2 separate regions of the Ovis aries genome follow, and region 1 is linked to region 2. A link is a contact called in public Hi-C data. All regions are on one chromosome and are shown on one strand. The core of a region is the stretch at or near the end of the contact, and the rest is flanking DNA. Distances in the headings are between cores, read along the strand shown.

What was found. Hi-C and Micro-C count contacts between places; a contact is called where the count stands out from the background.
Region 1: a contact with region 2 is called in a Hi-C map of liver, with 2.0 times the contacts expected there. The contact joins two enhancer-like sites. A contact is called at or near these places in 8 of 16 Hi-C or Micro-C datasets (hypothalamus, liver, mixed tissues and 4 more).

The regions. Positions count from the first base shown.
Region 1 is chr19:51,837,091-51,842,932 of ARS-UI_Ramb_v3.0, forward strand. The region is part of intron 2 of MAP4 (microtubule associated protein 4); the gene reads left to right. Among named protein-coding and RNA genes, the nearest start is that of TRNAW-CCA, 30 kb to the left of the region's middle. Within about 2 kb of position 3,496, at least 10 of the 54 cell types and tissues checked have an H3K27ac peak or open chromatin away from gene starts, as enhancers often do. A contact at or near this core is called in liver, where this site is marked.
Region 2 is chr19:51,725,399-51,731,336 of ARS-UI_Ramb_v3.0, forward strand. No RefSeq gene overlaps it. Among named protein-coding and RNA genes, the nearest start is that of CDC25A, 30 kb to the left of the region's middle. Within about 2 kb of position 1,818, at least 24 of the 54 cell types and tissues checked have an H3K27ac peak or open chromatin away from gene starts, as enhancers often do. A contact at or near this core is called in liver, where this site is marked.

The sequences.
Region 1 (5,842 bases), core at 2,246-4,745, 110 kb after region 2:
GGCAGAATGACACGGTTAGCAAAAGCAAAGAGGCACAGAATAAGTTCATAGTGTACCAGCAGCTTCAGGTTGCTCAGTGATAAGAAACAAGAGGTCAAATGACAAGTGAGACAAGTGATGGCGGAAGCAGGAGACACACGCCCAGCGACATTACGCGGAGTCTCACAGTCTGTGCAGAGACAGAGGCGAGTGGGAAGCTCGTCGGGTGTGTGTTAGCGAGGTCACTGCTCTTGGCACATGTAGGGATACAGTCATTGCTTGTTAAGCTGAACTGAGATCATTTGGTCTGTTGCTGAACTAAAGTCATCGTATTCAGGTTTGGGTTATGTTAAGGTGCAGACTAACAAGTTACTCTAAGTCTGCAGCCTAAAGTGGTAGGTCTTCATTTAGGTGTAAGTGTCTGATCCTGAACCCTCTTTATAATTTTTTGCAAAAATTGTTTTCTGACTTTGATTTGAAAATATACTCTATTTCTTACCTAAATTTCTTTTTGGAATAGAAAAAAAAAATAGTACTAACAGTTATAGTTCATAATAATGGTATCCTACCTGGTATGAAAGAAAAGCAGAGAGACTTCCTAAGAGGTTAATTTGCCATGTTTTATCTGTAGCTGAGAAATTCTTAAGAGTTGCATAGGGCAGAGATACCAAAGACATAAACTCCAAATCCAGCTATCTTTCACGTACTTTAAAAAAAAAAGATCCTTTCCTCAGAGATAAAACGTTTACGTTATTCTTAGGCACAGACTCCAGGTAAGTTGGGAGGAGCATTTATTTCTTACAGTTAAATTTATGGATATGATTCAGGCATCTTTATGTTAAGATTGCTCTGTGAAGCCACAGCAGTATTCCTCCCTCCCCTGTGTAGATGGCATGTCTGGTCCTGAAAACAAGGAAATAGCACGTGACTCATGGGCTCTGGTATTGCTCTCATTTGAAATCTTCTGTTAATAGCTTTATTCCCTTGATTATAACACTGAAACTTCACTGTAAAGGAAATTAGAAAATTAAAGTGTTTTAAAGTCTCTAAAGTAAAGTGTTTTACAGTCTCTAAAATTTTGTGTTTAGAAATTGAAGGTTTACTTAGGAGTTGCTGCTTTTGCCTTCTCCCTCCTTATTGTCCCCTGCTGCTGCCCCGTACACACACAGACAGTCACATTTATTCCAGTCATTCATTGATTCTGTATGCAACTGTTTGTTGAGAATGCTGTGTTATTAAGGAGAAAAAAATGAACCTCAAAGCTGTGACCTCAAGGAGTTTACAGTTCATTAGTGAAGGTAGTCAAGTGCCAAAAGAAAAGAGCAAATAAAGAGCTGTGTGATTTGAGAGGGGTGTGATAATATCTGATTTCAAGACTAGAAGGAGAAGAAGCTTGTCTTTGGAAGGAAGCACAGGTACGGGCAGAAGCGTTCCATTGCAGATGCTTTAGGTTTGTGTGTGTGGTGGTCGAAGGGGCAGGAAATCTCTTCTGGCTCGGCTTCCTATTTTCTTTGAAAGAGGTGAGGTCATAATGCTGAGAAATGGAGGTGGAAAGGGCTATAGTTTTGAAGAGAATAGAAGTGGTTTAGAGTAGACATTTCAGAGTGTGGTGTAGACAGGAATGTTCGGGCAAACATTATATGACTTTATCATCAGATATCAATCTGCCTTTGCTTTGGAAACAACCCAGCTTCTTTTGGCCATCTTTTCTTATAGGGAAAACTGAGTGTAGGTATATGGGAATCTCTGTCCTAGCATCACAATTTTTCTGTAAATTAAAAAAACTAGTCTACAGTAAACATTTTGTTTAAAAAATTGAAATTCAAATAAGTGAAAATCTCCCCTAACTCTGACTTATCTATTTATTTTTTAAGAAGAAGTAGATCTTTTAGGATTATTTACTATGTAAATTACAAACAGAAATTTGTAAGTTTTAAACAAATGGGTTCAATCTCTGTTTACTTTGCCACTTGGAAATTTTTCTGCTAGAATGTATAAACCATTCTTTGTAACTCTGCATTTGTCTACAGTAGCAATCTTGAAACTTTTTAGTCACATAGCCATGTGGGAATTCTCAAAAATTTTGTACTCTTTGTACATTTTTAAGTTGACATCTAAATTTTTTAAGCAGAAGTTTACATTGTTGGAAAGTATGTAATTTTCAGGATGTTTCACTTTTACCACATAAAATAATAGTTATATCAGTCCTTTAAATGTATCCAAATGCTTCTAAATAATATAGCATTTTGATTCCTATTATCATTTACTTAAAAAATGCATGAGCAAGCTGTTCTTTATCATTGGAAATGTAAATCTTTCTTTTGATCCCTTGAACCCTCATTTCTATTCCATTTGTCATAGACTTTTATCCTAATGGAATAAATTTTTAAACTTGAAAGGTTTTTTTCTGGGGTAAATTATCATATTTCTGTAACAAGTATGTAAACTTAAATTTTGATGTAAAAAGTTCCTATAACCAAAGGATCCTAAGTATAACTTGGTCCAGAAGAGATGTATCATCACAATTACTAGTAGTACCCAGTTGTGACCTTTGTCACAATTTTTGACAAATTATTACCAACCATAATAGTTGAATCTGATTGGATTTATTTTTATTATTATTTTTTTTTGCTCCTCGGCTTGTGGGATCTTAGTTCTCTAACCGGGGTTGACCCTGGGTCCTCTGCTGTGGAAGCACAGAGTCTTATTTACTGGACTGCCAGGGTATTCCCTGGAAGTATTTTTCTAGTGAGATTATTTGCTGTATTATTTTTCCTTGATTAGATTCTAAATCTGTGAGTAACCATTTTTTTGGCTACTATGGAAAGGACTTAACAATATTTATTCCTGTTGTTTTCATAGATAATAACAGCCAAAAAGCTCTATTCACACAGCTTCCTATGTGAGAATGGAAGCTTTATTATAGCAATATATTCAGTTCTTTGAGTTCTATGCTAAGAATTCCATAACTCAGTATTAAAATTTATTTTTAATGTCCTATCAGACAACAACCTCATTATGACCTCTTTCAATTTTGGAAAATCAAATAATTGGAAACTCCCTAACCTGGAAAGGATTTGTTAATCATTAGATAATCACTTTGTTTAGGGGCTTGCTTTTGTTTCATGGATGTGTGATATTTTCTTTCATCCTTAAGAGGAAAATAACATACTCCTTTTTAAGAGTCTAGTTGTGTCCGCCTTGTTTCCCTGGGTGACCGTTTGCTCTCTTTGGCTGTGATGTCTTTTTTTGGTAGTGGCTTTCCTGAGTTGCTCGGTCTTGAGGTTCCCTGTGACACTCGGCTGTTTGCTGCCACCTGCCTCTGGCGGGTGTGGTGGTGCTGCCGGTGCAGCGTGGGGCTCCCCCACAGCGCCCCCGGGTCTCACCATCCACCTGGTGAGCAGGCTTCCTCCTGTGCCAAAGCATTCAGTGTCTTCCCGCTGGGGTTTGGCATAGAGCTGACTGTTGTGGGTGAGGGAGGGAGAGCATGGGGGAAGTCGGGACTGGCGTGGCAGCTTTTCCTGAAGTCCCACCGCTGCGGCTGTCTCCAAGGCTAGAGTTACCTCCAAGGAGTGCTGTTTTCCTTCCTGTGCCTTCTTTGGGCGGGGGTTTCTTCTCAGGGTGGTCTGTTTGCTTCATTTACTTGGATATTTCTTGTAATTTCTGGTCTGCTAGGGGGTACCCTTCTTGATTTCTAGATCTTTTATTGCCTTTTAAAAAAATCAATCTTTCCTGCTACTTCTGACTGCTTGTGATAGCATGTTGAAGCTGGCCTGTGTGCTTCAGTCTGGTATCTGTCCACTCTTTAAGGTGCTCAATTAAAACAGTAGTTTATATCTGTGAAGGTCTTCCTTTTAATCCCCTGTCTCTGTTTTCCTGCACTTCATTCCTTAGCAGTTAGCAGTGATGTTTGGTATATGTTTTTCCATATTTTTCCTGATTATTTATGTGTGTTTTTCATAGTGTTATTATGTCATACTTGCTTTTACTTTATGCCTTTCTTTTTTAAAAAGTAACATGATTTCATATATATATATATATTTATTCATTTGGCTGCATTGGGTCTTAGTTGCAGTGTGTGAGATCTTGGTTGCATCATATGGGATCTTTCATTGCAGCACGCAGGCATGTGGGATCCAGTTCCCCAGCCAGGGATTGAACCTCTGTCACCTGCATTACAAGGTAGATTCTTAACCACTGAACCACCAAGGAAGTCCCTGATTATATTTTAATATATGTGCTTTTTTCTTTAACAACATTTGGCATCCTGAAATTTTCCCATATTAGCTACCTCATTTCTTTTAATAGCTGCATCTTATTTCACAGCTTAGTGAATCTCCTGGTAGGCATTTGTTACTTTTAAAACAATGCCACAATAACAGTTACGTTCAATTTTGTGTACTTTTATATCTTTTTCATGAACTACCTACCTAAAATGAATTGTTACACTGGTATTTCAAAATTTGGTAAACTGTTAAAAGTTTGTTTCAATTTATATTTCTCCAGCGGTGTATGAGCTTACCCTTTTTCTTACACCTTTGCCATCATGGGCTATTATCAAATTTAAAAAAGATTTCATCATGCTTACAGCCAAAGATGATATCATTTTGTAATATGCATTTTCCTGTAGTCTACATTTTATTTTCTTTTTGCAATTTGTGTTTTAAACTGAGGTGGATTTTGGAAAATAGGCATTCTTTCTTGAGCTAGGAAGAATACATTTTATAAGCTTACTGTATGAGTGTGGATTTATTTATGTGAAATATGTTCTAGCTCATGTTTGTTCTCTCTCTTGATAAGTAAAACACAATATGTGAAACCCTAGCATGGTGCATGATGCATGCTGGGTATTTAAGAAGAGTCTGTTATCTTTTGTTCCTTTTATTTTCCTCCTCTTGTTCCAGTTAATTGATATTTTCTTTTTAGTCTGCCTTATTCTTTTAGGTTTTTCTCTAGTTGTTCCTCTGTTACCTGAGATTTCAGTTCAGTTCAGTCGCTCAGTCGTGTCCGACTCTTTGCGACCCCATGAATCGCAGCACGCCAGGCCTCCCTGTTCATCACCATCTGCTGGAGTTCACTCAGACTCACGTCCATCGAGTTAGTGATGCCATCCAGCCATCTCATCCTCGGTCGTCCCCTTCTCCTCCTGCCCCCCATCCCTCCCAGCATCAGAGTCTTTTCCAGTGAGTCAACTCTTTGCATGAGGTGGCCAAAGTACTGGAGTTTCAGCTTTAGCATCATTCCTTCCAAAGAAATCCCAGTGTTGATCTCCTTCAGAATGGACTGGTTGGATCTCCTTGCAGTCCAAGGGACTCTCAAGAGTCTTCTCCAACACCACAGTTCAAAAGCATCAATTCTTCGGTGCTCAGCTTTCTTCACAGTCCAACTCTCACATCCATACATGACTACTGGAAAAACCATAGCCTTGACTAGACGGACCTTAGTCGGCAAAGTAATGTCTCTGCTTTTGAATATCCTATCTAGGTTGGTCATAACTTTTCTTCTAAGGAGTAAGTGTCTTTTAATTTCATGGCTGCAGTCACCATCTGCAGTGATTTTGGAGCCCCCAAAACTAAAGTCTGACACTTGTTTCCACTGTTTCTCCATCTATTTCCGATGAAGTGATGGGACCGGATGCCATGATCTTCGTTTTCTGAATGTTGAGCATTAAGCCAACTTTTTCGTTCTCCTCTTTCACTTTCATCAAGAGGCTTTTTAGCTTCTCTTCACTTTCTGCCAGAAGGGTGATGTCATCTGCATATCAGAGGGTATTGATATTTCTCCCGGCAATCTTGATTCCAGCTTGTGTTTCTTCCAGTCCAGTGTTTCTCATGATGTACTCTGCATAAAAGTTAAATAAGCA
Region 2 (5,938 bases), core at 568-3,067:
CTGACTCCGTAGGGCTGGGGCCTAAAGTCTGCATTTCTAACAAGCGCTCCTGATGCTGCAGGACAACACTTTAAACAACCAGCTTGTGAGAAGCAGTCCAGTCGCTGAGGGCAGAGCAGAGGCTGGCTGGCTGGTGAGGAGAGATAAGGGCACTGGAGAGAAGGGCAGTAGGCGTGAGGATCTGGTGAGGCTGGCGGGGGAGGGGGGGCCCTCACTCCTAAACTGAGGAACTGGGTAGACCCTTGGCATGTGTGCGACTCCGCAACCCTATGCACTGTAGCCCGCCAGGCTCCTCTGTCCATGGGATTTCCCAGGCAAGAATCCTGGAGTGGGTTGCCACGCCCTCCTCCAGGGGGCCTTCCCAACCCAGGGATCAAACCCGTGTCTCAGGTCTGCCTGCTCTGGCAGGTGGGTTCTTTACCACTAGCATCACCTTGGGCCTCCCTGGTGGCTCAGCTGGTAAAGAATCCGCCTGCAATGCAAGAGACCCCGGTTCAATTCCTGGGTCAGGAAGATCCCCTGGAGAAGGAAACAGCTACCCACTCCAGTATTCTGACCTGGAGAATTCCATGGACTATTCCATGGGGTAAGAGACCGACTGAGTGCCTTTCACAAAGGTCACTGGGAAGACCTTTGGCACTTAGAGCAAAAAATACAGGAGGAAAGGAAGTATGTGCACTGAGGAACTTTATAAAATTACTGACCTGTATCCCTCATAAATATCAGTGTCACACACAATAGAGGCTAACTTTTCAGATTAAGGAGACTCGAGACATGACAAGTAAATGAAATATGTGAACCTGAATTGAGTCTGGGACAAAACAGAAACAAAAAGTGCTAGACAGGACATTTTGGGGACAATTATCCAAGCTGAAATACACAGTATTAATTAGGTTAAAATATTGTCTCAATGTTACATTTTCTGAATTTTATAATTATATAAGGATATCCTTATTTTTAGGAAATGACACTGAAGGTTAAGGACTATGATGTAACCTACTTCCAGATGGTTTAATAAACTCTAACTAAGAGTGTGTGTGTGTGTGTGTGATGGAAACAAAGGATAAGAAAGCAAATGGGGCAAATGTTAAAAATAAATAACTCTCAGTAAGGAGGGTAGGGCTTCTCCTGCAGCTCAGTGGTACCTCCACAGTCGGTAAAGAATCTGCCTGCAATGCAGGAATCCGCCTGCAATGCAGGAGACCCGGGTTCGATTCCTGGGTCCGGAATATCCCCTGGCGAAGGAAATGTCAACACATTTCAGCATTCTTGCCTGGAAAATCCCAAGGACAGAGGAGCCTGATGGGCTACAGTCCATGGGGTCCCAAGAGTCGGACATGACTTAGAGACTTAATCACCACCAAAGCGGGTAAGGGACTTCTTTGTACTATTTTTGCGACTTTTCTCGAAGTATGATGTTATTTCGAAAGAAAATGTACGAGGAAACAGCAGTGCTGAGCACCGCCTACGTGGACAGGGCGGGTTAAGACAGTGGACTGTACAGATTCTGGGTGGTCAGGGGGTGAACGCGAGGGGATTGCCCCGGAGAAGTATCCACACTGGGGACAGCAACTTGTCCCAGATGTGCAAACGGCAGTTGAAAGGACTGGTGTAGGACAGAGGTCTCTGTGGCGGCGGAGACCCGAGAGAAGGGGAGCAGGAGGCGGGAGGGAGGTCAGCTCCAGCGGGGAGAGGGGGGGAGAGGGCGTGGGTCCGAAGGCCCAGTGCCCCCAAGGGAGGGCCACAGAGATGTAAACTCCGCCGCCTGGGGCCGGAATGTCGCTGAGACTTTGGTGAACAAAGGCTGCCCACATTGGGCGGGGGCGGAGGCGGAGGCGGGAACAGCTACTGGAGCTGGGTGATCTCGGGCAGTGACCTAGCGGCAGGGATGGGGGGTGGGGATTACCTTGGTGATTCTAAGACCTCAAGACTGTGGTCTTTCTAATTTCCATGTGATGACGCCTGGAAGTCGTGTAAGGCCCAGGGCTCCCTGTTTGCACACTCTGAGAACCAAGAGATCAGCTCTTCGGAGGCTAGCACCTTCCAGGGATGGACAAGGGGGTTCAGCAATTCTTGCGGCAAAGTCAAATCCCCCAGCCTGGCGCCTCCGCCCACATTTCCTTTGTTCTCTCCTTTCTCTGGGCTTGTAGGCGCGATCGCGGCAATAACCAGGCTACGCCACCAGGTGGCGACGGTGCCCCAAAGTTAACCTCCTCAAGCATCTGCCTTCCAGCCGCTCTTCCCGGAATCAGCGACTGGGAGGAGCTGCGGGTCTCCAGGAGCCCCCCACCGCTCCCTGGCTTCCAGCTGCATTCAAGACCGTCCTCTCTGCTCCAGTGCAGGCAAAGCTGTGGCTCCCTTTTCAGCCTGCAATTCCTAGTAGCCTAGTTTGAAAGTATGCTTCGTGTACCACAAAGCAGGGACACCAAAAGGGGAAACAAAAAGAGGATTCAGGTGGGTTATCAGTGTATACTTTTTCAATAAATACGTCAAAGTAGTCATGGAAGAACAACTGATCTTTGTTAGGTCTCTCTATACTTCATTGTAGTTTATTTTGGATGACACGGACCAGAATCCATCTCAGTCTTCAGTATCTAATCCCTTCCCTCTTGGGTGGTCCTGACCAAATGCTAGGCCCTAACCAAGAAATAAGAAGATCTATGTTTCAATCCTGGCTCTGCCCCTAACTAGCTGTGTGCCTTTCTGGACTTCAGAGGTCTATTTCCTTTCATTTGACCTAGACCTGCTAGGTCTAGAAAGATCTAGAAAGAACCAGACAGCTTGTGATTTCTCTCCTGAGACAGTGATCTCTCTCTTCTGTCTCTAGAAAGGGACCTGCTCTGGCTGCAGAAGAAGCATCTCCATCTTGGAGATGTGCATGGAGATGAAGGACTCCTCCCGTAATCATCTGGAGGGCAACAACCCCAAGAAGGAGGTGGGCCATGATTTCTGCTTCTCTTTTCACCATTTGAGAGCTCCGCTCTTCCTTGGCAGCCACAGTGTTCTGTCTAGCTCTCAGACAGCATCATCTGCACCTCCAGGATCTTCAAATTCAACAAAAGCCAAGCCAAGAGGGTCACACTTTGCAGTGGTCTATAATTAGCCAAAGTGAAAGTCACTCAGTCGTGTCTGACTCTTTGTGACCCCCATGGACTGTACAGTCCATGGAATTTTCCAGGCCAGAATACTGGAGCGGGTAGCCTTTCTTTCCCTTCTCCAGGGGATCTTCCCAACCCAGGGGTCGAAGCCAGGTCTTCCACATTGCAGGCGGATTCTTTACCAGCTGAGCCACAAGGGAAGCCCATAAGAGCCAGAAGCTTGTTCCAGTTCTGTCTTGTTACCACTGTTTCCAAGATTACCTGCATTAACTTGACAGTCCAATGGACCAGAATCGCGAAGTCTTTTGAGACCTTGGGTTAAAAATGGGGAGGTTCAAATCCACACACCCTAGGCTGGGTCTTCCTGGTCCCCTCCCGCCTGGCACCCCTGGATGCTCTCACACACTAGGCATCCATGAAATTGGCAGCAGGTCTTATCTAATAAAGAATGGGCTTGGACAGCACCCCCACCCCTCTGACCCAGGACTCCTCTCCCTTTCTTGTGACCCTGTTCTCACCTCTGCTGACATCCCTGAGGAATGCCCCTCTTTTCCAGAGAATTCATTTAGCCTTGTAAAAATGAACAATATAATTATTGAAATTTAAAACTCAATTGATGAGTTAAATTACAGATTAGACCCAGCTGAAGAGACAATGCACTGGAGAAATATTCCAGAAAATTCTTTAGAATGTAACAGTAAGACAGATGGTTATCGTGCTTATACTGATGAGGAGAGTAGGAAAGAGGTAGAAAGAGAGAAGAAACAGAATATAATGAAAAGGTCTCACTACAGCAAATTTGAGTCCCCAAAGGAAAGAACAGAGAAAATGGAAGAAAGTTACTTTTTAAAGGAAGAGTGCCTGATGAAAAACTTGAATCCACAAAATCAAGAAAACCCATGAATCCTAAACAGAGTAAATGAGAAGAAAGCCACAGCTGGGCACATAATGTGGGCAGAATACCAACGATGGAGGATCTTGGGCTCATTCTGGATTGAAAGCCAGAGCATTTAACACAGGGACAATTTAACAGCTGTTCACCAGCAACAATGGGAGACTTGAGACCAGAGGAGGCTGTCTACAAACGGTAGATGGTCAAGTTAGAATGTGTAACTGGAGAAACCGCCTTGCAAGAATGAGAGTGAAAGGAAGAGAATTACAGATAAACAAGAACAGCGAGTTCCCCACCAAGAAAACCAAACTAGATGAACTTCCAAAGGATACGCTTCAAAAGCATGGGAAAGAATCCCAGGAGGTCAGTGATGCCGCAGGACCTGGGGACCAAGCACAGTGGTCAATACACAGATGTGAGTTTGGGAACAGGGTAGGTGGGCACTGCTGTCTCACACGCCCCCTCTAGGCTGTGTGCTCCGGAGACCAGGGACCATGGATGCATAGCAGACAGACAGACTCTGAGAGTGCCCCACAGCCTCACAAGACTTCCACTCAGAATCTGCGCCATCCTGTTCCCTGGAGACTGTTAGGAGCGTTATTTTCAGAGAGAAGTCTGGTTAGGTTAATGAAGGTAGTTCTGACATCTTCTTTCAATATAATTCTTGTAAGTGGTGTGTTACACATTATTGCAATCTTTGGTATTTTTCAAATACAAACCAAAAAAAGTGATTTTTATATTGAAACCAAAAGCAATGAATCTTGGGATCCAATAGTCATTTGATGCTTATATTCATAACAAACACCCATGGCTTCAGGTTAGAAAAAAACAAAGGCTTTGCACTGGCTGCCAAAGCAAAGCCATCCTCCTCAGTCTAGTTTTAGCAGGTTTTTTTTTTAAGACATCTTGGGACTTGCCTGGTGGTCCAGTGTTTAAGACTCCGTTCTTCCAGTGCAGGGGGCCCAGATTCGATCCTTCGTTGGGAAACTAAGATCCTCCATGCTGCATGACTTGGCAAAAAAAAAAAAAAAAGACAATTTCATTACTGTTGAAATTGTTTCACTGTGAAAAATAAAAACAGGATGGTAATGCTGTTAAGTGTCATGGTCCTTCTCACCCTTCTTCCTAATCACACATGTCCCTCCGAAGAGAGAGCTTCTGTTAAGTTTGTCATATCCTTTTCTGGATACTTTTCTATGTACTTATAGTATTGATATCAGGAGAAGGCAATGGCACCCCACTCCAGTACTCTTGCCTGGAAAATCCCATGGATGGAGGAGCCTGGTAGGCTGCAGTCCATGGGGTCGCGAAGAGTCGGACACGACTGAGTGACTTCCCTTTCACTTTTCACTTTCATGCATTGGAGAAGGAGGTGGCAACCCACTCCAATGTTCTTGCCTGGAGAGTCCCAGGGATGGGGGAGCCTGGTGGGCTGCTGTCTATGGGGTCACACAGAGTCGGACACGACTAAAGTGACTTAGCACTTAGTACATATGAATATGGGTGTGTGTCATTTGTATTTGTATTCATACACACACATATATCTTTGTATAAGTAGGTTGTATATATGTGTCTACCTATATAGTATATGTATATATACATACTACACTAATAAATATATGTATAATACATGCATCATATCTGTATGTCTACATTTATCTCTCTATATATACTATATATATAACACAAAATAGCAAAATTTTTATAATTACATTTTATTTATTATTAATTGAAGGATCATTGCTTTACAATATTGTGTTGGTTTCTGCCAAGCATCAACATGAATTAAATTTTTTCTGATATGGCAATTTCACTTCCAGAAATTTATTCCTCTGTAAATACTTACATAAGGTATATATACAAGAATGTTCACTGAAGTGTTACTTGAATATAAAAAATCAGACATATATATTATATGTGTGTGTGTGTGTGTGTGTATATATATAGA